Linked DNA regions of Mus musculus: all the other regions are linked to region 4. The links are chromatin contacts, called in public HiCAR-type and promoter capture Hi-C maps. All regions are on one chromosome and are shown on one strand. Each heading gives the region's core, a stretch centred on a gene start, on an enhancer-like site or on the middle of the called end of the contact. The rest is flanking DNA. Distances are from core to core; before and after follow the strand shown. Region 1 holds the start of Stau2 (staufen double-stranded RNA binding protein 2). Region 2 holds the start of Ube2w (ubiquitin-conjugating enzyme E2W (putative)). Region 3 holds the start of Tmem70 (transmembrane protein 70). Region 4 holds the start of Eya1 (EYA transcriptional coactivator and phosphatase 1).

The links. Promoter capture Hi-C pulls out the DNA fragments that hold promoters and counts their contacts. HiCAR-type assays count read pairs that join an accessible place to other places.
Region 1: a contact with region 4 is called in a HiCAR-type map of astrocytes, with 3 times the contacts expected there. The contact joins the promoter of Stau2 here to the promoter of Eya1 in region 4.
Region 2: a contact with region 4 is called in a promoter capture Hi-C map of pre-B cells, with 2.4 times the contacts expected there. The contact joins the promoter of Ube2w here to the promoter of Eya1 in region 4. A contact is called at or near these places in 3 of 39 promoter capture datasets (the 3T3-L1 cell line, 3T3-L1-derived adipocytes and pre-B cells).
Region 3: a promoter capture Hi-C map of the 3T3-L1 cell line shows a contact between it and region 4, with 4 times the contacts expected there. The contact joins the promoter of Tmem70 here to the promoter of Eya1 in region 4. A contact is called at or near these places in 2 of 39 promoter capture datasets (the 3T3-L1 cell line and cranial neural crest) and 1 of 115 datasets of contacts at active chromatin or transcription factors (astrocytes).

What each region holds. Positions count from the first base shown.
Region 1 is chr1:16,517,268-16,522,504 of GRCm38.p6, reverse strand. Stau2 (staufen double-stranded RNA binding protein 2) reads left to right here and starts at 3,203. Exons shown (of 14, transcript NM_025303.3): 1 at 3,203-3,332.
Region 2 is chr1:16,618,034-16,623,306 of GRCm38.p6, reverse strand. Ube2w (ubiquitin-conjugating enzyme E2W (putative)) reads left to right here and starts at 4,016. Exons shown (of 6, transcript NM_025773.4): 1 at 4,016-4,070. The coding sequence starts at 4,056.
Region 3 is chr1:16,661,824-16,666,808 of GRCm38.p6, reverse strand. Tmem70 (transmembrane protein 70) reads right to left here and starts at 1,618. Exons shown (of 3, transcript NM_027415.2): 1 at 1,304-1,618. The coding sequence starts at 1,501. D030040B21Rik (RIKEN cDNA D030040B21 gene) reads right to left here. Exons shown (of 4, transcript NR_037998.1): 4 at 4,531-4,788. It also overlaps the pseudogene Gm7654.
Region 4 is chr1:14,308,054-14,313,532 of GRCm38.p6, reverse strand. It overlaps Eya1 (EYA transcriptional coactivator and phosphatase 1), which reads left to right and starts at 3,334. Exons shown (of 18, transcript NM_001310459.1): 1 at 3,334-3,887.

The DNA of each region.
Region 1 (5,237 bases), core at 1,954-4,453, 2.2 Mb before region 4:
TGGGGAACAGGGCGGAGTCAGGGTATAGGTGACTTTCGGGTTAGCATTTGAATTGTAAATGAAAAAAATATCTAATAAAAAACCAGCAAAAAGAAAAAAAAAAAAAAAAGAGAAGAGAAGACTGGGAGAGACACTACTTGTAATTATGAGTTCACCCTACCCCAACTGCTCAAACCTGGTTATGGCGAATTTGAAGGCATTGTTGTTTTTTTTTTTTTTTGTTGTTGTTTGTTTTTTTCATGGTTGAATACGTGAGTACTGTATGTGTGGGTGTGGGCACATGTAGACTAGAGAAGGACAATATTGCATCCTCTATTGCATCTCCCCTATTCCTTGAGACAGGCTCTCTCACTAAACCTGGAGCTTGGTCTTTTGGTCTACTCAGTCAACAAAATAAGACTCTGCCTGTCTACGTCTGGCCAGTAAGTGCTGTATGGGATATGTGGGCATCCCTGGTTTTTAAAAAACGTATCTGCTGGAGATCTGAACTCAAGCCATTACACTTGAGCAGCAAGTGCTCTAGACCTAACTGGAGTGGCAGGGAATGAAGACAAGACAGACAGACATACACAGAGGCGTGGACAAAAAGCTGTGGTCATATAGATTCTGCTTTCCAGTGGGAAGACAGCAGCTTCCTGGAAGCTAAGCATGGCTACTATATCAGAGTTGACCTGAAGGGTGAGATTAGGGCATACAGAGAAGTAAGGAGGCATGGTTTATGGAGTGCAGCTGGATCAAGGTGTAGCTAGTCCTGATAGATGCAGTCTCTGCATGGGGGTGAGTAGTGTTCAGGACATAAATATGAGAGGGGACTTGGGGGAACAATGGTGGACATTTTTCGTATACACTATCAGTATATACCCATGGATCAGAGGAAGGCTTTGACATTTCTCTGAGCCTCATCCTTTGGGGAGGGGGGTCACCGTTTCCCATGGGTCTGAGCCTGGGGTCCTTGGTGTGGCTGTGTCAATTCAGCTGCACACAGTTATTGGTTTTCCTCCACTCCCTACACAAAAGTAATTTCATGTACTGACTTAGTTATGTTGATCAGTTGAAAGTACAGATTCAAGCTTTAAAAAAACTCCTTTAAAAAACAAACAAACAAACAAGCAAACAAACAAACCCTAGTCTGATTGGGGTTTAAAGTATGTTAGGAGAGAAAGTTACAGCAGAGATAAAGTTTTCAGTTAACTTCAACAATCGGAATCTAAGAAAATACACTTTGTGACCACTTCAGAGTCACTTCCAAGTATATAAAGACATCAATTTATTTCAAAACCACTTAGTGTCCACCCACTTGCTGTTGAATGCGGGGACCACAGAGATGAATGAGATGGAGCCAGCCCCACAACAATGCAGTGTTTGGCAGAAGAAGACAGGCGAGAAAACAAACAATATAATAGACTTGCAATGTCACAGAAGAGGGCATCAAGAGAAGAGTGTGGTCTGCTGGAAGGAATTAGCTTCCCCAGGAGGTATTTTCTGACAGCTTTTTTTTTTACATTTTTTCATAATCTGTTCATTGAGTGAAGAGAGAATAGATTGAAGGCAGAGCGAACGAACTTGTGGAAAGAACAGCCATGGAAGGCTTGTTTCCCTGATGTGAAGGGCCTGTAGTCGTTTGTATCACTGAACACCTGAATGAGGCCCAAGTAGCTAGAAACCATTAATTAAGGGGTGGTCCCCATTTAAGAAGGAATCCACATATTTGAGAAAACTAGTGGAAGTGAAAAGTGAGAAAGGCACACGGGAAACATGAGAGACAAACGAAGTGCTTGCCTACACTGTATCACCGGAAACTACGATGTCAGGCTCTAGCTAGAGAGCTTTACAGGTATCTCGCCTATACATACAGTATCACGTTTTTGTCTCTTTAAAAATTGTAAATCAGTGTATAAGGTAATAGATCCACAAATACTGCCTCATTTGTAGAGTTGGTTTTAAAATATGACTGAAATCACAGGGCTCACAGACATATCCCAGGCAGACAAGCCATACCAAGGAAACCCCAGGAAGAATAATGCCAGTCAGAATACACTAATAGTTCTATTTCTAGACTTCTTTTTCATATGATTTTTGGTGCCACTTATTTAAAATCCATTGGTCTTAACTAGGCTGACGTTATCTGGCCATACCTAACCCATATCTAAACCAGGACAAAAGAACAAGTAATTTGAGTTTTTTAGCACTCTTCAAAAACCAAGGATCTAGGACAGTGTTTTAAGACGATCCTCATTTTTGGCTCTAAAGATTTTTTTTTTTTTGGTACGGGCACACAACTTTAATATATTTATTATTCATTTTTTCCTGATGAATGATGTGGGCCGTGGAGCAGGTGATGGGGGCTCGCTTGCGCTGCTTGCTACCCTCCTCCCCTTTCTTCCTCCTCCAGTCTAGAAAGGTGCAGGATCCGCCGAATCCTACGTCGCACCGCAGTGGAACGGACGCGGGATGGTCGCGCGTCCCCAGCTAGGCAGAGGCGGGCAGTCAGCGAGCCGGGAAAGGTAGGAGCAGAGCGTCGGGGACAGGCTGCTAGAGAGCCCAGGGGCAGCGGGTGCGGGAGAGGCTGAGCCGCCGGTGCTGGAGCACCTTCGCAGTTGCGGGCCGGGCGCCCTCAGCGTGCTCCTGCAGCAGCTCCCGGGACGGGCCCCGGCGCGGCCCGAGACCCCAGGCCTAAGCCCCGCAGCGCCCCGGGATGCGGGGGTCCCAGAAGCCGCCAGGGGGCGGGAACGGCGCGGCGAACAATGGCCGCTCGACCGCGAAGGGAGGCGGGGAGAGGTGGAGAGAGAGAGAGAGAGAGAGAGAGAGAGAGAGAGAGAGAGAGAGAGAGAGAGAGAGAGAGAGAGAGAGAGAGAGAGAGAGAGAGAGAGAGAGAGAGAGAGAGAGAGAGACAGAGAGACAGAGAGAGACACAGAGACACAGAGACACAGAGACACAGAGAGAGAGACAGAGACACAGAGAGAGAGACAGACAGACAGAGAGACACAGAGAGAGGAGAGAGAGAGACAGAGAAAGAGAGGGGGGAGAGACACAGAGAGAGAGAGACAGACAGAGAGAGGAGAGAGACAGAGAAAGAAAGGGGAGAGAGACAGAGAGACAGAGCGAGCTGGAGAGAGAGAGCGCGAGAGAGAGCTGGCGCGGGGGCGCGCGGCGTGGCGCGGGCGCGGCGGCGCAGGCGGGGGCGCGCGGCGCGGGCCCGGGAGGGCGCGGCGGGAGCGCAGGGCGGCAGGCGGAGGCGGGGGGCGGGAGCCGAGGAGGGAGCAGGCGGCGTCGGCGGAGCTCTGGAGCGCTCGCCCATGTGGAGCCGTCTGCCGGGCGTCCGTGGCCCGCAGGTAAATCCTGGTGCGAGCGGCGCCGCCAGGCCTGACTTCCGCCGGCGGGTTCCGAGGCAGAGCGCCGGGAGCCAGCAGGGCCGTCTCTCGCGGCCTCGCTCCCGCGCCGCCCTCGGCCGCCCTGGGGGAGGGGAGGGGGGGCGTGTGCCGCGGCGAGCCGTACAGGTGTCCGCAGGGGCAGGGCGGGGCGGGGGCGCCGGGCGCGACGGCGGGGGGCGCGGAGGTCACCCGGGCCTTGCAGGGGCGTGGGGGCGGCGGGGCCGGGGCGATGGCGGTGGCTATTTCTGTATAATGGGCAAGTGGCGAAGACGTAACTCGCCGAAATGGGGAAGGGAGGTGGGGCAGAGGGGACAAAATATAGCCCTATGACAGGCAAGTTCCGCCGAGCCTCCTGCGAACTAGGACCGTGACGGCTCGGCTTAAAGGAGTAGTTGGAGGTAGTGACCTTGCCCGGGCGTGGGGAGTTGGGTGAAACACAAAGCTTGGCCGCAGAATCTACCGTGAGGACCGGGTCTCTGTAGGGTGGGGGACCGGGCAGAGTGACGGGCCAGTTTCGCAGAGGCAGTCAAGGCGATTGAACTAGGAGACCTGGGTAGGGGGTGGGAATGGGAGTCTGGTTGGGCGCGTGCGCTGAGGGGTGGGGGTGGGGGCCAAGTCTGGAAGTCCTTGCAATTATTTAGGTACAACATTTTGCAGTATGAGCAGATTTCATTATTATCTCCTATTTCCCCCCCCCCCCGCCACAAAAAAGCTTAGAAGTACTTGAGTGGAGATGGACCATCCAATAGGTATGAATGCACTAAGCAATTTAAAAGGGACCAAATCTCACAGAAATCGTACAGATGATCCTTAAATGTATTACAGTAACCAAAAATCTGTTATCCAGTGTTAGGGAACTTTCTTAATACAAATAGAACTTGGATTCTGATGTATTCTTGTGTTTTCTGAGGGCTAACACTTGAAATAGAGAAGGTGTTGGGCAGGCAAAAAGATAGTAACACTGTCAAATGTTCAGTAGAATGTTTCTTCCCCATCCTTTCTAAGTCGATTCAACTTACTGTCATGAATAGAACTATAGAGGAAAGGCACAAGTCAAGAAAAAAGAAAAAACTAAGACCTGACTATTTTTTTTTAACAAAGCAGGTCTTTGTGTCTTATTTTACTGAAAAACCTAAATATCATATGATTGTGGATCTGTTGCAGGCCTGTATTAAGTGTGCATATCTGTAATGCCCAACTGCATGCATGGTTTATGTGGCCACTGTCAGTGTTGGGCACCTGTCTCAAGGTATGGCATGGCAGTAGTTTATGAAATCTACTCCAAAGTGATGTCTAGTTGTGATTTGTTGCTCATGTGTAGTATATTCACAAATTACTGTGTTTCCTTAAGAAACAGTGTTTTGTATTCAAGTAGGTAAATTTCTAGTAGCATATATTTTTTAACTTCCCGTTGGATACAATTTCAGCTTTCAGTAAAGTCAGAATAAGAACAATACAAAGAACAGTCTATTCCTCTACCCAGATTCACCTGTTATCATGATGCCCATTTATCATTTACTCAGCCACACACACAGACCCCCTGTGCTGTTTGTGGGTAAGACAGATATGTTATAGCCCTTTGCTTCTGGATACTTCAGCATGGAAAAGGTTGAAGTTTGTATTTTTACCTTACTTGACTTACCTGGAATGAAGCTCTAGGGAAGACCGACTTTCTACAAAATAACAAAAATAGGTAGGGCTGTCTTGATGGCCCATTGGGTAAAGTCATTCGTTGCCAAGCCTGTACACGACTGTGGAGGTCATAGGACAACTTGTGTGAGTCCACTGTTATCTTCTAACTTGTGAGTCCTGGGGATCAAACTCAGGTCCTCAGGTTTGGTGGCACATGCCTAGGAGTTTAAGGAC
Region 2 (5,273 bases), core at 2,767-5,266, 2.3 Mb before region 4:
AAGACGCAGTTACAGCGCCAATTAGGTGGTAACAGCTTGGAAGGCTGGGGCAGAGTTCTTCAGAAGGCAGTATATGCTTTGAATCAGCGCTCGATATATGGTACAGTTTCACCCATAGCCAGGATTCATGGGTCCAGGAATCAAGGGGTGGAAAACGGAATAGTTCCACTTACTATCACTCCTAGTGACCCTCTAGGAAAATTTTTGCTTCCTGTCCCCATAACTCTAGGTTCTGCTGGCTTAGAAGTTTTGGCTCCAGAGAGGGGAGTGCTCCTACCAGGAGCTACAACAAACATTTCATTGAACTGGAAGCTCAGACTTCCCCCTGGTCATTTTGGGCTTCTAATGCCCTTAAACCAACAGGCTAAAAAAGGAATAACAGTGTTAGGAGGGGTGATAGATCCAGATTACCATGGGGAAATTGGATTACCTCTTCACAATGGTGGTAAGCAAGATTATGTCTGGAGTGCAGGAGATCCCTTAGGGCGTCTCTTAGTACTACCATGTCCTGTGATTAAAGTCAATGGGAAACTACAACAGCCTAATCCAAGCAGGATGACAAAGGACGCAGACCCATCAGGAATGAAGGTATGGGTCAATCCTCCAGGAAAAGAGCCAAGACCTGCTGAGGTGCTGGCTGAAGGTGAAGGAAATACAGAATGGGTAGTAGAGGAAGGTAGTTATAAATACCAATTAAGGCCACGTAACCAGTTGCAGAAACGAGGATTATAAAGTAATATGAATGCCCATTGTAAATTTACTAATGCGTTTGCGATTGTACGAGGGATAGTTATATCATGTTAGGCGTATTTACAACCTTGTTATTGTTTCATGTGAACATGAGATATTATTTGTGTCAAGTTGACAAGGGGTGGATTGTAGTGGCTATTCCTGGTTGTCAACTTGACAATATTTGGAATGAACTACAATCCGGAATTGGAAGGCTCACCAGTGACCCTTATCTGGAGGCTTGGAGATCCTTATCTGGATCTTGGTTTGAAGATCTTGAGCCATAGTGGCTATGGATTCCAGAAGATTGAATCTCCGAGTTAAGGAACACACCTTTAATCTGGGCTATGCCTTTCATCTGGGATTAAAGGTGTGGTGGAACACACCTTTAATCTGGGCTAAACCTTTTGCTGGAGACAATATAAGGACATTGGAAGAAGGGAGTCTAGCTCTTGCTCTTGCTCCTTCGCCTGCTTGCTGCGTGAGACTGAGTAACTGCTAGATCCTTGGACTTCCATTCACAGCTGCGACTGAACCATTGTTGGGAATTGGGCTGCCGACTGTAAGTCATCAATAAATTCCTTTACTATTTAGAAATTATCCATAAGTTCTGTGACTCTAGAGAACCCTGACTAATACACTATCCTACTCGGCATTATCTCAGGCTTTCCCTTGCCCTGAAGGGGAGACTTCAGACACCTGCCCACATATTCTACTCTCCTGTTTCTTCTTACAAGAGATAGAAGTGATGATGGTTCAGGAGATGAGGAAGAACTGCCTCTCCTTGCCAGCTGATAGTCATTCTACTTGATGTGGAAATTAAAAACTGAATACCATTATTGAATTTAATATAAACAATGATTCTGTTTCTTTCTTTCGTTTGTTTGTTTGTTTGTTTGTTTTAGACAGGGTTTCTTTGTGTATCCCTGGTCGTCCTGGAACTCTGTAGACCAGGCTGGCCTCAATCTCACAGAGATCCACCTGCCTCTGTTACCACCACCCACCTAAAGAATAATTCCACTAAAGAACAATTCATCATATTCATTCTACTTTTACTTGGCTCCAGTTGTCCCAAAGATGTATTTTACAATTCGTTTGAATTGCTAAGTGGAATTAACATTACATTTTGTGCTACTTATGTTTTATCAAAAATACTGCTTTTTAAAAGATTTTCTAACTTTTACTTCATCATGGCTGAGCCTTTTTCTAACATGGTTGTGTCAATTCCTTCCCTATTGTTGGGGATTCACTTCCACTTCCCCTTTTCGTAGTATCCCACTTTAAGGGGCCATATCCACTAATAAGCCATGTTCTGGGAAAAAAATGTGAGTATCTCCATCAAATAACGGGCAGTCAAGAGCTTTAGGAACACTTATTCTCACTGAAAATAGCCTCTACATCACTCCTTGCTCCTGAGTATGTCGGCGAACAGTCTGTTATATATTTTTGCCTTTTGTTTTGCTTTCCGTACTCAGAGATCAAATCCAGGATCTCCTACATGTTAACCACAGGTTTTCCCAGTGAACTATACACCCCAGACCCTATTATGTATTAATTAAAGAATAAAGACGATAGGTAGTTATGAGCTGCTTAGAATTTCCTAGGATGTGACTTTGCCTCCCGTGAAGATCCCTTGGACACCTGTGAGGTGGAAACCTGACATTAGTTCTACTGTAAGCAACACCAAGGTGTAATTGCTTTTCTTCCTTCTGAGTACCTTGTCTAGTAGGCCATTTACTTTGATGAGGTCATAATGCCATGTTTGTAGAGTCTCCTTTGTCATTTACACCTTTGAGAAGAATCAACTTTTAAAACAACATGAACATTAGCTGGTACATTACAGCCTGAGATCACAGGGACAAAGATCTCTGGAAGGCCTGGTGGAGACTCTTTCCTGTAAGCGTACCTCATCACTGGGCTATGTGGGCACTTTGTTCCATGTTGTGATGGTAACGACATACCTGAACTGATAGCGGATATGCTTCTGGTTGAGTCCTGTACTCCAAGTCATGCAAACCCCATGGAAAAGTTCCTCCATGGTGAAGAGAAACCGTCTTGAATATTACACCACAGAAAAACTGGCAGATTTAGACATCTTTTCCTCTCTTGAACACATTTCCTTACGGATGTTCTCAGAGGAACATCGTGCTCTAGCTTAAGTGTGAGAGTGATAACCTACATCACCATTATATTTATATTTTAGAGAAATGTCTAAAAATGAAGCCAAGTCAATAAAAATAAAGATTTAAACTTTCATCCGGGTAAAGTAAAAGCCTTCTACTCAACATGCCATCCTCTCTGATTCCTTTAGAGACAGGACATGAGGTGCAAGCTTTTGGCTTCCATTTTTCGTTTGGTATTTAAGTAAACGACATCTTTGGTTCCGGAGGAGCTTTAAAAATGTGACTTCTGATAAATGCTGGCAGAACTGGTGCATTCCTAGAATAAATTCTGTATGCTCAGCGATTTCTACTCAAGCTCACTCATAGGTCGTCTGATCATGCAACTGCCCACCACAGAATAGGGTGAAGAGAAATCTAGGCATGGCAGAAGGTTTAAGTATTAAGTATTAAGTATTAAATTACGTAAACTATATTCATTATATTGAGATTTCACGGCTAGAGTCAAATTGTTAATCAAAAGTAAGACTGATGTAACAACGACTCTTATGGTATACCTGGACTTTACAATTTAGAGGGTTAGGGAACTAGAAAATTGCACACAAAAGGGAACTCCATTATTCACCCTCCTTCCCTTTCCAGCACGTTTCAAATCCAATTGTTCTTGCTTTTAAGATCACTGCTCTCAGTTTTCATTCTGTCCTATAGGGAAACCTGTGACTCTCTGCCCCTCAAAGTAGAAGCTTCCTAGGTCTGCAAATACCAGAAAGCATCTCCAGGCGAAGTTGTATCTGCCTCAGGAGCGAAAACACGGTAGGTGTAAAAAAGACATATGAAGGGGGTGGGCTGTAAATCTTACACTTGTAGCTGGAAAAACAAAATGAGATCCCCTCCCTGCCAAATGCCCGGACAGCATTGTGACCTCGGCATAACGCTTCAGTCCGACCTGGAGCAGCGCCTCCGCCAGCACTGAGGGTGGGCCCGCGTATAAATTGGCTGGGATGCAAGGTACCTAGGGAGCCCGGCCTGGCCCCGCCCCGCCCCGCCCCGGGCACCCGCGCGCTAGCCAATCGGACACGCGGGCCCCTTCCCATCGGCGACTCCACCCCCGTGCCCGGGATGTTGGGCCCCCGCGGCGTGACGCGAGCACGGCGGCTCCGCCCCCTGCGTCTCGGGCCTCGCTGGCCTTGGGGGGATGGTTTCATCATGGCGTCAATGCAGGTGAGCGGAGCTGCTGCAGCGGGGAGGGCGAGGGGGCCATCGAGACGAGGTGAGCGTCTGCGCGGGGTCGGCGTCCGAGACCTCTGGGCCTGGCTCCGGGCGACCTTCCCTGACCTCGGGGCGTCGGGGGATCGCCTGGCGGCGAGCCGAGCGGGGGTGTCGGCCGGTGGCCGCGGACAGTAGCGGCCGCGAAGTTGTGGCATAAAGGCGGCTTAGGGGGAAGAAAGGGCGAAGTTCGTCGTGCGCTTCGCGGTGGGGGCTCCGCTCCGCGCCCCTACGCGAGGATGCCTGCCGCTCGGCTCCCTGGCCACCGCCGGGATGCTTTTCCCCTCGCGCTCCCCAGCGGGGTGGAAACAGCTGTGCCCGCCGCCGTCACCCGCGGTCGGGGCGGCCGGAGACCGGCAGAGCCCCTCGCCGAGGACGGCCGCCTGCCCACGGCGCTCCGCGGCCTCTGCCCGGCCTCCCACGCGCAGCCTCGGATCGCCGGACTCATGCTCGTTCTTCTCTGATCTTCATCCGGTGCCCGGTGGGTGCCTCCTTCTATCAGCCCGCACTCTGGGCATTCCCTGGCAGCCCACGTCTCTTCTTCGAAGCCGCCCTTCGTCCCTGTCCCCAGCGTCCTGTGCTACCACAACGTGCGAGCTCGTGGGCCTGCTCCTCGGCCTCGATAGAAACTCGCCCTCTTAAATTTTTTTTTCTTGCGATGCCCCACCCTTGCGGGATTGGTAAGGCCGTGGCTCCTTTGCCTTTCTTTCCCAGACCTTTAAAACCTTAGTTTGGTAGGAGACGCCTGTTAACCTGTGCTCTGTCAGACTTGAAGGTGTTTTTTGTAGCTTCCAACTTAATGTATTCCCCCCCCCCCTTGCAAATCCAATAAAAGAAAAAATTTTCAGGCAAAGATGGCAACCACAATTGTAGTTTCTAGAGATTGCATTATCTATAGCCGGCATTTAATTTGCAGATAGGGCTAGCGGTGTTAAAGCACATAGGAAGAGAGAGTAGAACTCTTGTAGCGTGTCAGCGGAACGCTTTTTGGAGTTTTAACATCATCCTCGAGTAACATCCGCATTTTCCTTAGAATTTTTGGTTTTTGTTTCTAGAAGAATAAGCAAGATCTCGTTGTTGGCGCTTCTCTGCTAGCAATGGTTTGCATTCTTACGCATTTCCCTCCTTCCCCTGTATCTTCCTTCAATCAGCTTTCCT
Region 3 (4,985 bases), core at 369-2,868, 2.4 Mb before region 4:
AGACTAGGCTTCTCCTACCACCCCTGTGGTTAGTACTTAGGAACTAGTTACATGAATAACTAGCATTTTTAAGGCTGTCTCCCTGAAAGCCTTGCATATACCTTGTACCCCATTTTGTTTTGAAGATCAAGTCCAGTCATCAATGTGGTCCATGTTGGCCTCCAACTGACCATGAAGCTCATGCTGATCCTCTGTCTGAGCCTCCAGAGCTAACACTGGGACTTTAAGTCTGTGCCACTACCATACCCTGGGCCTTCTATCTCTTAGCAAGAAAGCTTGCTTGAAAAACTGCTTGAAAGCTATATGAAACAGGAGTTTCCCAAGTATGTATAAATGAGCATCTAAAAATGAATTTCACATTGCTCACATTTAAAAATGTAAAAAGTATGCCTAATTTGTGTTGAAATTCAGTTAAGAGTCCAATATCTCGAGACCCTTGGCTATAGCACACACCTTTTATCTGTGAGTTTGAAGCCAGCACCAGCCTGGTCAACAGATCAGCCAGGGCTACACAGGGAAACCCACCCACAAGCAACTAACAACAAATAATTCAATTACCACTTTCAGCATTTCTTAAAAGTTTTTAAAATTCTTATATATTACAATGTAGCTTAATATACATAAAATTCTTGCCGAGCTACACCTTTAATCCCAGCACTCTGGAGGCAGTGGCAGGGGATATCTGAGTTCAAGGCCAGCTTGGTCTACAGAGCAAGTCCCAGGTTAGCCAAGACTACACATGAGAAACCCTGTCTCGAAAACCCACAAAATTCTTACATTTTATAGTATAGTTTAACATACTACGTACTTTGTTCAATAACATCCACACCCCACCTTTCACTCCGTAATCAAAGAAATTCCTAAAAACGGACAAGTAACACAACTTAGGAGGCTAGCTCCACGTGCTGCATCAATTTCTTAGCACTTAGCGCCCTTCTGACCTTTAGCTCTAGAGTAAGAAATAAGTCCCTGCGCAGCAGAGCAAATCTTTAATCCTAGAATGGGAAGTCAATAGGTAGGCGAGTCTCTGATTTCGAGGACAACCGGGTCTATATAGCGAATTCAGGACAGGTGAGTCTACAAAACTGGGACATCCTGTCTCTGAAAAACAACAAAAAGAACCATTTGTGGTGCTTTAATAGCCTTCGAAAGGAGAATCAATCCCTGGATTGACAGCAGCTGCGGACCCCGAGGTCGAGGCCTGCTCCTCCCAGGCCCGCACCGGGAGTGTCCCCTCAGCACTGGAGTTCCCAGACCCCATGCTGCGCCCGCTCCCCACCACCACAGCCTACGAACAGCCGACCTGCGCTCGCCCGGGTGGCCCGCAAGACTCGGCTAGCGCTAGATGCCCGCCGCTCCGGAGCCGCTCTGGCTCGGCTAGCGAGGCCGCACGCCAGAAAGCGATCCCGGAACCTCGGAGCGCGGCGGCCACACACCACGTCGTCCTCGTCCGGCCCGGCCATAGGCCCGCTGCCCACCGGCCGCCCAACCCCAACAGCATGCTGCGAGTTGGAGAAGGTGGCCGTCAGTTTCCAGCTGCGGCCAAGGACACCCAAAAGCGACTCCGCTCGACAGTGGCCCCCACAAGAGCGATGAGGCTCCGCCCCTTAAACGGAACACGCGGCCGGATTGGTGCGCGCGCGTGCGCAGAAAATGCGGCCGGCCTGCAACCTTCTCCACCTGGTGGGTTCCAGGCAGCAAATGACCCAAAACCCCAACTCCCTGCTTAAGATGATGGGCTTCAACCGAATTCCTAGTATTTGGTCGGCTTTTGACCGTGTGCAAGGACAGAGTGTGTAGGCATGTGAAAAAGACAGTGACCAGAAGCCTAGTTAAATACTTCGTTCTCATGAAAGTCACTTTATAGGTCCTAAAACTGGTTTGGGAAAATGATTTAGCTTCGCAGAAGTAATTGTAGCATATCAGCCCAAAAGGAATGTAGTTTAAGGTACTTAATGTTATAATGTTTAAATACTTTGTATGCTATGATATGATATTAACAAAATGAATGAATGATTTAGTCCCAGCACTTGGGAGACAGAGACAGGCGCATTTCTGAGTTCGAGGCCAGCCTGGTCTACAGAGTGAGTTCCAGGACAGCCAGGGCTACACAGAAAAACCCTGTCTCGGGGGAAAAAAAAAAAAAAAAAGATTTAATGATTTAACTTAATTCCACCACTGAGATAGGAGAAAATGGAATTTTTTCACATAATTTTCGATTTTGTTGACAGATTTTTTTTTTTCCCCATTAAAAACGTCGTATCCGAGCTGGGTGTGGTGGCGTACGCCTTTAATCCCAGCACTCGGGAGGCAGAGGCAGGCGGATTTCTGAGTTCGAGGCCAGCCTGGTCTACAGAGTGAGTTCCAGGACAGCCAGGGCTATACAGAGAAACCCTGTCTCGAAAAAAAACAAAAAAACAAAAACAAAAACCAAAGGAACAAACAAACAAAGCCCCCATCATGTCCAAGGTGGGGAGTGTATCTTGCCTAGCACGGACTGACATAGAAGAATCTACAGTGTTGCAAATCCAGAGCCAATTTATCATGGGCCATTTGCAGATCTCTTAGTAGCCTTAATGTATTGTCCTCCTGTGTACCTAACATCTTCACGACCTTCAGCTGGAACACACCGAGTTCAAGCTTTCATTTGGAATGCACAGGGTATTAGTTTTCCGAGTACTGTCAAATAGCACCTGAAGCCTAAAACAGGTTTCCCCACTTTTAAAAAACGTACCTAACCATCCCACTAATGTAGAAACCTGTCTTGACTGATGATTTTCTTTGTTCTGTTACTATAAAAAAGCTTCATGAAACTACTTCCATGTTGAAACATGGAACATGGGGACAGGGGGTGACATAAATCTGTGTTTCCAAGCCATGATCACTCATTTGGTTCTAGAATAAGTTCTCTTTTCTCTCCATTGAGGTGAGAGTTTTTTGAATCAACACTATACCTTTCTCCCAAAGGCAGATGATACTTAGTGCCTATTGCACAGGACTTAGACAGGAGTAGAGGGAGCACTGTAACGGCATAAATTTGGGAACTCATGGTGCAAATGTGTAATAGGACATGCATCTAAAAATACACGAGACTACCTCTAACTGGAATCTCTGTGTTCTAGGTCAGGTCAGACATTCAGGTCATAATGCCTGAAATAAATACCAACCATCTTGATGAAAAATCAGTTTACTTTGTAGCAAAGATGTGTATTCTTATTGATGAAAATGGCAATAAAATTGGAGCTGACACCAAGAAAAACTGTCACCTGAATGAATCCATCAACAAAGGATTATTACATCCACCGAGCATTTAGTGTCTTCTTGTTTAATAATGAAAATAAGCTCCTGTTACAGCAGAGATCAGATGCTAAAATTACCTTTCCAGGTTGTTTCACCAATAGTTGCTGTAGTCATCTATTAAGTGTCCAGGTGAGCTGGATGAAAACAATGCCATTGCTGTGAAGCGAGCAGCACAGAGGTGCTTAAAAGCAGAGTTGGGAATCCTCTTGGAAGAGGTTGATCTAAATGAAATCAGTTACCTAACAAGAATTTACTACAAGGTCCAATCTGATGGTATCTTGGGTGAATGTGAAATTGATTACATTTTGTTGCTGAGGAAGGATGTAACCTTGAATCCAGATCCCAATGAGATTAAAAGCTGTTGCTATGTATCAAAGGAGGAACTCAAAGAAATTATGAAGATTGCAGCCAGTGCTGAAATAAAGTTAATTCCGTGGTTTCAAATTATTGCAGACACTTTTCTCTTTAAATAGTGGGGTATCTTAAACCATTTGAGTCCACTTGTTGACTATGAGAAAAATACATAGAATGTGAATGTGTAAATGATTTGAAAGTTTTGCTTCTTAGTAAGAATGGTTTTGTTTTGCTTTAAATTGGACTCCCCAGTATAATACATAGGTGTTTTACAACCAGAATTTGTTTTGAGAAAAGAAAAAAAAACTGAACTAACTTATTTATAGTTTTGCACTATATATCCCACATATATGCACTGATGTTTGTAAAAGACATTTAAGAGAAGTTATTGTGAAATTATGCCATAAATAAAACTTAATTTAGCCCGTCCAAATACATGGCCATGACAAGATTAAATAAATAAGTAGAACTCCTTATTTTTTACATTTTGACAAACACTTTCAAAACACTTTGCTATTTGCCAAGTGTTTTTTATAGCATTAGATTTTTTACCATGGGTCAGAAAATTGAGCAGAAGACACTGCTTAATTGCTTTGAAACAGCACTAAGAGGTTAAATGGGCAAGGCTGGGGACACAGCTCAGTGGGCAGGGCTGGGGACACAGCTCAGTGGGCAGGGCTGGGGACACAGCTCAGTGATACCATGATTGCCTTGCAGGCATGATGTCATGGGTGGCTGAGTCCCTAACCCTAAAGATATTTGTAACACCAATAATAGCTTTATTCTTAAATTCTGAATAATGGATAAGTTTTTTTCTCATAAAAAATTTTAAACTTAATTTCTTGCTAACTCAGAACAGTTGATCACTGGGGATTTGACTATGTAGCAAGTATTTATTGAGAATTAAAAATAAATTATTTTTAAAAATAAGCTAAAAATACTGGTGATATAATATAATGGAGATAAACTGTTTTACATAATACTACATAGGTTTCCAAAGGTAAACTTGATGAATTTGTCCTCTAAATATCTTCAGATCAACTTCACAGTCAGATGCATCAGGAAAAATTTCTCATCTAGCACAGCAGCTCTATGACCCCTTCTCAGGACAAACAACCCTTTCAGAGGGGTCGCCTAAGACAAACAGAAAGCACAGATACTTACATGACAATTCATAACAGTAGAAAAATTACGTTTATGAAGTAGCAACAAAAATAAATTTATGGTTGGGGCACTGTATTAAATGGTTGCAGCATTGAAAGGTTGAGAACCAACCACTACTGTAGTAGGTAAAAAATGATACAGGTTAGAGGAACCCACTTCTCCTTGGT
Region 4 (5,479 bases), core at 2,085-4,584:
GGGTTCTATTTTCCTATTGTGTTGGGACAAAGTCCATATTATTTATGAAAATAAGTTTCCATGGTACAGCTAATAGCAATTGCCTCCTTAAATTTACTGTTAAAAGCTATTCATGTTGGAGTTTGAATGGAAAGCATTTAGCAAATGTTGGTAGACATTTTGCTTGGTGGATTTAATATCATTCTTAAAATAAATAGAGGATGTTTTTCTTGGTTGTGTTTCAACTGAAGGGTACTTGGAAGCAGGACCCCTCACTGTAGATGTCACGCCAATGGAGAAAGCACGTGCCATGGAAGGGACCAGTCCACAGAACATCAAGGCTCACTGACCAACTACTCAGTTACACGCCCCACCCAGGGGGCTACAAAGAAGCTAGCACTCTAGTGCTATGGTGCAGAGCAAAAGAAACACAAATATACCAGGAGGCAGGGGGAATTGAACTATGATATTTTGGGATATTTTCTTTCCATACTTCCAACAGTTTAAATTGTGAGACACTGTATATTCTGATATTGTTGATTTTAATCCTGTGAGAGGGGGGGGGCAGTAGTCACTTCGTTTTGTCTGTCCTTAAAGTGTTAATTAAATTATGAAACTCACTGCCATTCCTCCTGAGAAACAGTCACCTCTCAAGATTTGCATGTGCAGAGAAACTAGGGAAAGGGCATGGGTGCTTAATCTACGGGGTAAGCAGGAGGAGGAGGAGAAGACATCTTTTACTGGAAAGTTCGAGGCCCTTCCGGCCCTTCCGACCAATCAGCTGCCATTACTGAAATGGAAGGGGAATCCTTTACTGTGCCTTGGCCAGACTTTCTCAGCATTTCTTATGTTAATGTAGTTAATTAGCTATTTGTTCCTGTAGGTGGAGAAACTGTTCCCTTGTATTGTTGCAAGGGCTCTCTTGCTTTGGACCTTGTCTAAGGATGTTTGTTGATTTTTGTGAGCATATCTTTATTTAAAATTCTGTCCTAATCTAAAGGTACTGGAAACGTTTATGAGAATGGCAGACATCTGATGTCTGAGTGGGAGCATATTCAGGCAAGAGCTGCCCTGGCCAATAAAACCTGCTTGGTGGTAAGAATGTTATCTGAAAGATCTTTGCATCTCTGTTAGGGTATTCAAACATCCCACTCAGCCTGAACTTTCCAGCAAACTTCCCTCAGCTTTGTGTAAGCTCTAGGGCGGATTTAGGAAACAGTTTGGTTCTTTGTGGTATGTGATCAAGTTATATAATTATAGTTGATAAAAATTTCATAATATTACCTTTTGGTTATCTATCATAGCATATCATACTTTGGGTTCAAGCTGCATATGGAATAATTACTACATATTTGGGGTTAGTAACCAGACAAAATTTATAAGTAAACATGTGATTCTTTTTAATACATTTAGCTTTGCTTAAGAAAAAGGAAACTATTTAAGAGTGGTAAATATGCACATGGTTATTTCTTCTAACCAGTGACTAAGCTGTGTGTTTCATAATTATGAGGTATGAGCTATATTATACCCATTAGTGGTTACATTAAATTCATCATATCTTTCCTAATTTTATTCATAATTACACGAGTCATTTCTTTGAAGGCATTTTGCTTGGTTATTTAAATAAAAATTATTGAATTTCATTACAAAAGTACATGTAATACGATAAATTTGACTGTAACATAGACAAGTAACTTGTATGTAAAACTGACATGGTATTTCTGCCGCTTTGACTTCACAGAGTGTGCACATTCTGGGTTCTCCAATATTATAATCTTTTATGAACTGCATGAATGACATTTGAGCAATACATGTCCAAAATAATTTTAACCTATAGGAAGCATGAATGCAATAGCTGAAGGTAAAGTTTAAGCCAGAGGTCAAATGTTATGTCTTGGGTAATTTAGTAACAAATCTAAGTGCAAAAGAAGTTACTGTCTGGGTGCTTGGTATTGTAAATAGAACTAATGTAGCATTAGATTTTACCTGACTGCAACAGAAAACTCCATAATAGACTTTGTTTTTTCTGCACATGCACTTTGGTATGTTGAATAACTGATCCTTCTGGTCTGAGAGAGTGCTGTAGGAGGTAACGTAACTATGTCAGCTGCATATATGATCCAATAGCAATCAACTGTTTTTTTGACCTGGCTTCCCAAATATGGTAGATACCTAGCTCATGGTTCCTTGCTGGTGCTGAACAAGATGAAATCCTAGGTGAGTTTGAAGTCCCAGCTGCCTCTTAGGTTTGACAAAGTGCTCCTTTGCAAGGAATTTAGACTGGCATCCTTTCTAGGAGGGGAAGGGAGAACTCCTGTTTGGAATTTTGGTCCTTAGAACCATTTAGTTGGGTTTTGTTTGCATCATCTGAAGGTGCTTTCGTTTCCTAATTGGCAGAGTTAAGGTAGGACCCATCTATCTCCTCTATTAGTTGATGTGAAGTTACTGTGATGTAAAAACATGTTCATACCAAGGTGAGAAATTAAAATAAGGAGACTTTTTTTTTAATAAAAAGAGCACATAGAATAGAAATATTGGTGATGATAAAAATACCTTCTTAAAATGCATATCCAGACTTAATTTCAGAGTGAGTGTTAGTTTGCATTTGCATTTAAACTGTGATATAGGACCGACAAAATATTAACCCATATAAGGAGACGCCTTCTTTCAAGATTACAAATTATCATAATGGCTAAACCCTTGACTTGGATAAAACATAGTTTGTTAACTGAAGCTCAGCTCCTAGGTGTCACCGAACGAACGCCTAACTCATAGATTCTGAATTAAGGTTGTGAGTTTTTAAAAGGATAAGTTGCAAAGCAAGTTCCAGACTAAACGAATCTCTTCTCAAGACCCATTTAAAAATGTTAATGGTGAAATATTATCTGGGTCCTAGCCAAAGAACTGAAGCCTTTGGCCTCCTAGCAACCCTTGCAGAATCCTCCGCCAGGCTTTCATTGTTAAGCTGCTAATAGCTAACACGTTTGCCCATTCTCCCTCTACTTCATAGAAACAGCTTTTTTTTTTTAAATCTTCTCCAGACCTGTAAGTAGGTAGGTACTTTAGGAAAAAGTGTTAAAAGTATCCGTTCTCCTAAGTTTCAGGTCCTCAAAAAAAATTTTAAAAAAAGTATTGAAAAAGTGTAAAAGATAACATGCAACTACTCCCCAAAGATCTTAATTGGGAGCTACTGGCGCGGGAGGATGTGTGTGTGTTGACAGAGGTTCCCACAAGTTCTTCCCCCACAGCTGTTTATTCAGATATCATGGGGCGCGTCATTTACATAATAAATTTTTTTTTAAAGCAGCGAGGTTGAGTCAGACCAAGCTCTGCTCCTCTCAATTGTTGCATTTAAACCAATAAGGTTAGGACAAGAGACTAGCTGTGGTTTGCGTTGCAAAAACAAAACAAAACAAAAAGCCCCGAGGCTTCGTGGGCAGACCTACAAGGCTGCGCAAACAAATCGGGGGATGAGATTTTGCTGTTTCTTTGTCTAGGCGTCTCAGATGCTATCTGCCGCTGCCGTTCGCTGGGGCGCAAAGCCGTTCCCAAACAGACCGCGGCGAGCTGATGGCTCCGAGCTTGCGGCGAGGTAGCGAGTGTGCAGGGCCACTTCCGACTGGAAGCCTTCCTGTGGCGGTGCGCGGTGGCGGGGTCCTTCCTGGGGAAGGCGATCGCGCTCAGTCGCTCCACAGCCCGAGCCTGCAGCAGCGCCCGGGCGCAGTCCCCGGGAGCCGGGCAATCCCCGGCCTCTGCGCTCCGCTGCCAGCCGCGTCACAGCGCCTCTGAGAGCTCCCGGGTCCCCGTGTTCCTGCACAGCAGCCAAACTATGTCAGGAATGGAGGTCTGCTAACACAGAAAACTCCAAGGAGCACACTAAACCGGTGGAGGCAGCAGATGTGAGCGCTGTAAGTACAAGCTGGTGTTTGAAAAACTGTAATGACCAAGTACTACTTACTGTCTGGTGGGCAAAGCCCGAGATAACTGGAGAGCCTTTATTAGGGTTTTGGTTTGTTTTCAAAGAAAAAAAGCACTGTGGCTTGGGGAAAACAATAACACTGTTTCTGGGACTTTAGAAGCCGCTGGGTTCCGTCGTAAAATTGTAATCTTTACCCTCCAAATGATCGGAGCCATTAGGATCATTAAAGGATCATTGCAAATTAACTACTTTTGTTCTGATTTTTATAGATAAGTAGAACACTAGGTAATATTCTCAGACGGGGGAATTATTTCATATCTTTTCTTAATTGCTGCACTAGCCCCAGAATATTGAGTGGTATTGAACAGGGTTATATCCATACATAGATGTATAGGTACGAAAGGTATACTTAGTGGTATTTATTACACAGATCACTTTTTCTACGGCTAGGTTGATAAATGAGGAAAGGTTTACAACGGAAAACTCAGCAGATGAACAACGAGCTGATAACTATGTTTTCAAGAAGGACACCTTTTTGTTCCAAAGCAAATTTATCAAAGACTTTACTAAGCAGGCTCATCTTCAGTATTCGATACAATAAGCCTTTGGTCCCTTAAAGTATTTGTCCCTCTCTGGCCCTTTTTGTGATTTGAATGCACTTGGAAGCTAAACTCCAGATTTTGAAACTTTTGAATATTCGTGTAAAGCACGGCCCTTCAAAATCAGTATTTGAATTGCTAACAACTCATAGGCTTACACTCTTGGGAGGAATTTTGAAGACATTTAAGCATAACGTTTGCAATAATTCAATACATTATGAACTGTCATTGAGTTTAGACAAGTGTTTTTAAGTTTCATTTCTTAAGATGGCCAGGGGTATAGAAACTTGTTAGCTGGGAATCATGGTGTGTAGCTGTATAGGTTTGAAGTTGTCTTTCTAATGTCTTTCAGAGAAGGTTTTATTTTATGCTTGTGAGAGTCTTTCCCCCGCTCTGTTTAGAGTTTGGGGACATGCACACAGGAATAGTCATGCCTTCATATGATCAAACATTTAATATTTGACTTTCTCGATGCTTGAGTTCTCCTAAGGCCCAAAGTGTTTAGTAAGTAAGCAAGCAGCTGTGGATTTTCAGCCTTTGAAAACTCTTTGTGGTGACAGACATAGAAGTCTAATTGAGCCACCGTTCAGTTCAACTTTTAAGTGCCAAATAAAGTCAGCTGCTCTGTGAGTTTCACAGGCATGATAAATGATTTTTTGAAAAAGAAAATTTCCACTGGAGTGTGAAAATGTATTTCCTAAGAATACAATGGGAAAAAAAGAGGTCCTTGCAGCAGGAACAGAATCTTTTTATCATATAACCAAAAGTATTTCAGTCAACATTGTCAATAAATGCTGATTTTGAAAACAGTCCTTTCCTTTTTAAAGCTGAAGACAGGAATGATGTGTTCCAAACACTTGTTCGTTTTTGGTTTCAGAAGAATTATGTTTTCTCGGTTTCTTTAAAGGAGATAATTAAAAAAGCTGTATAGAATATTACATTAAGATAATATCACTAGCATTTGAGCATTTAGTTTATGGAA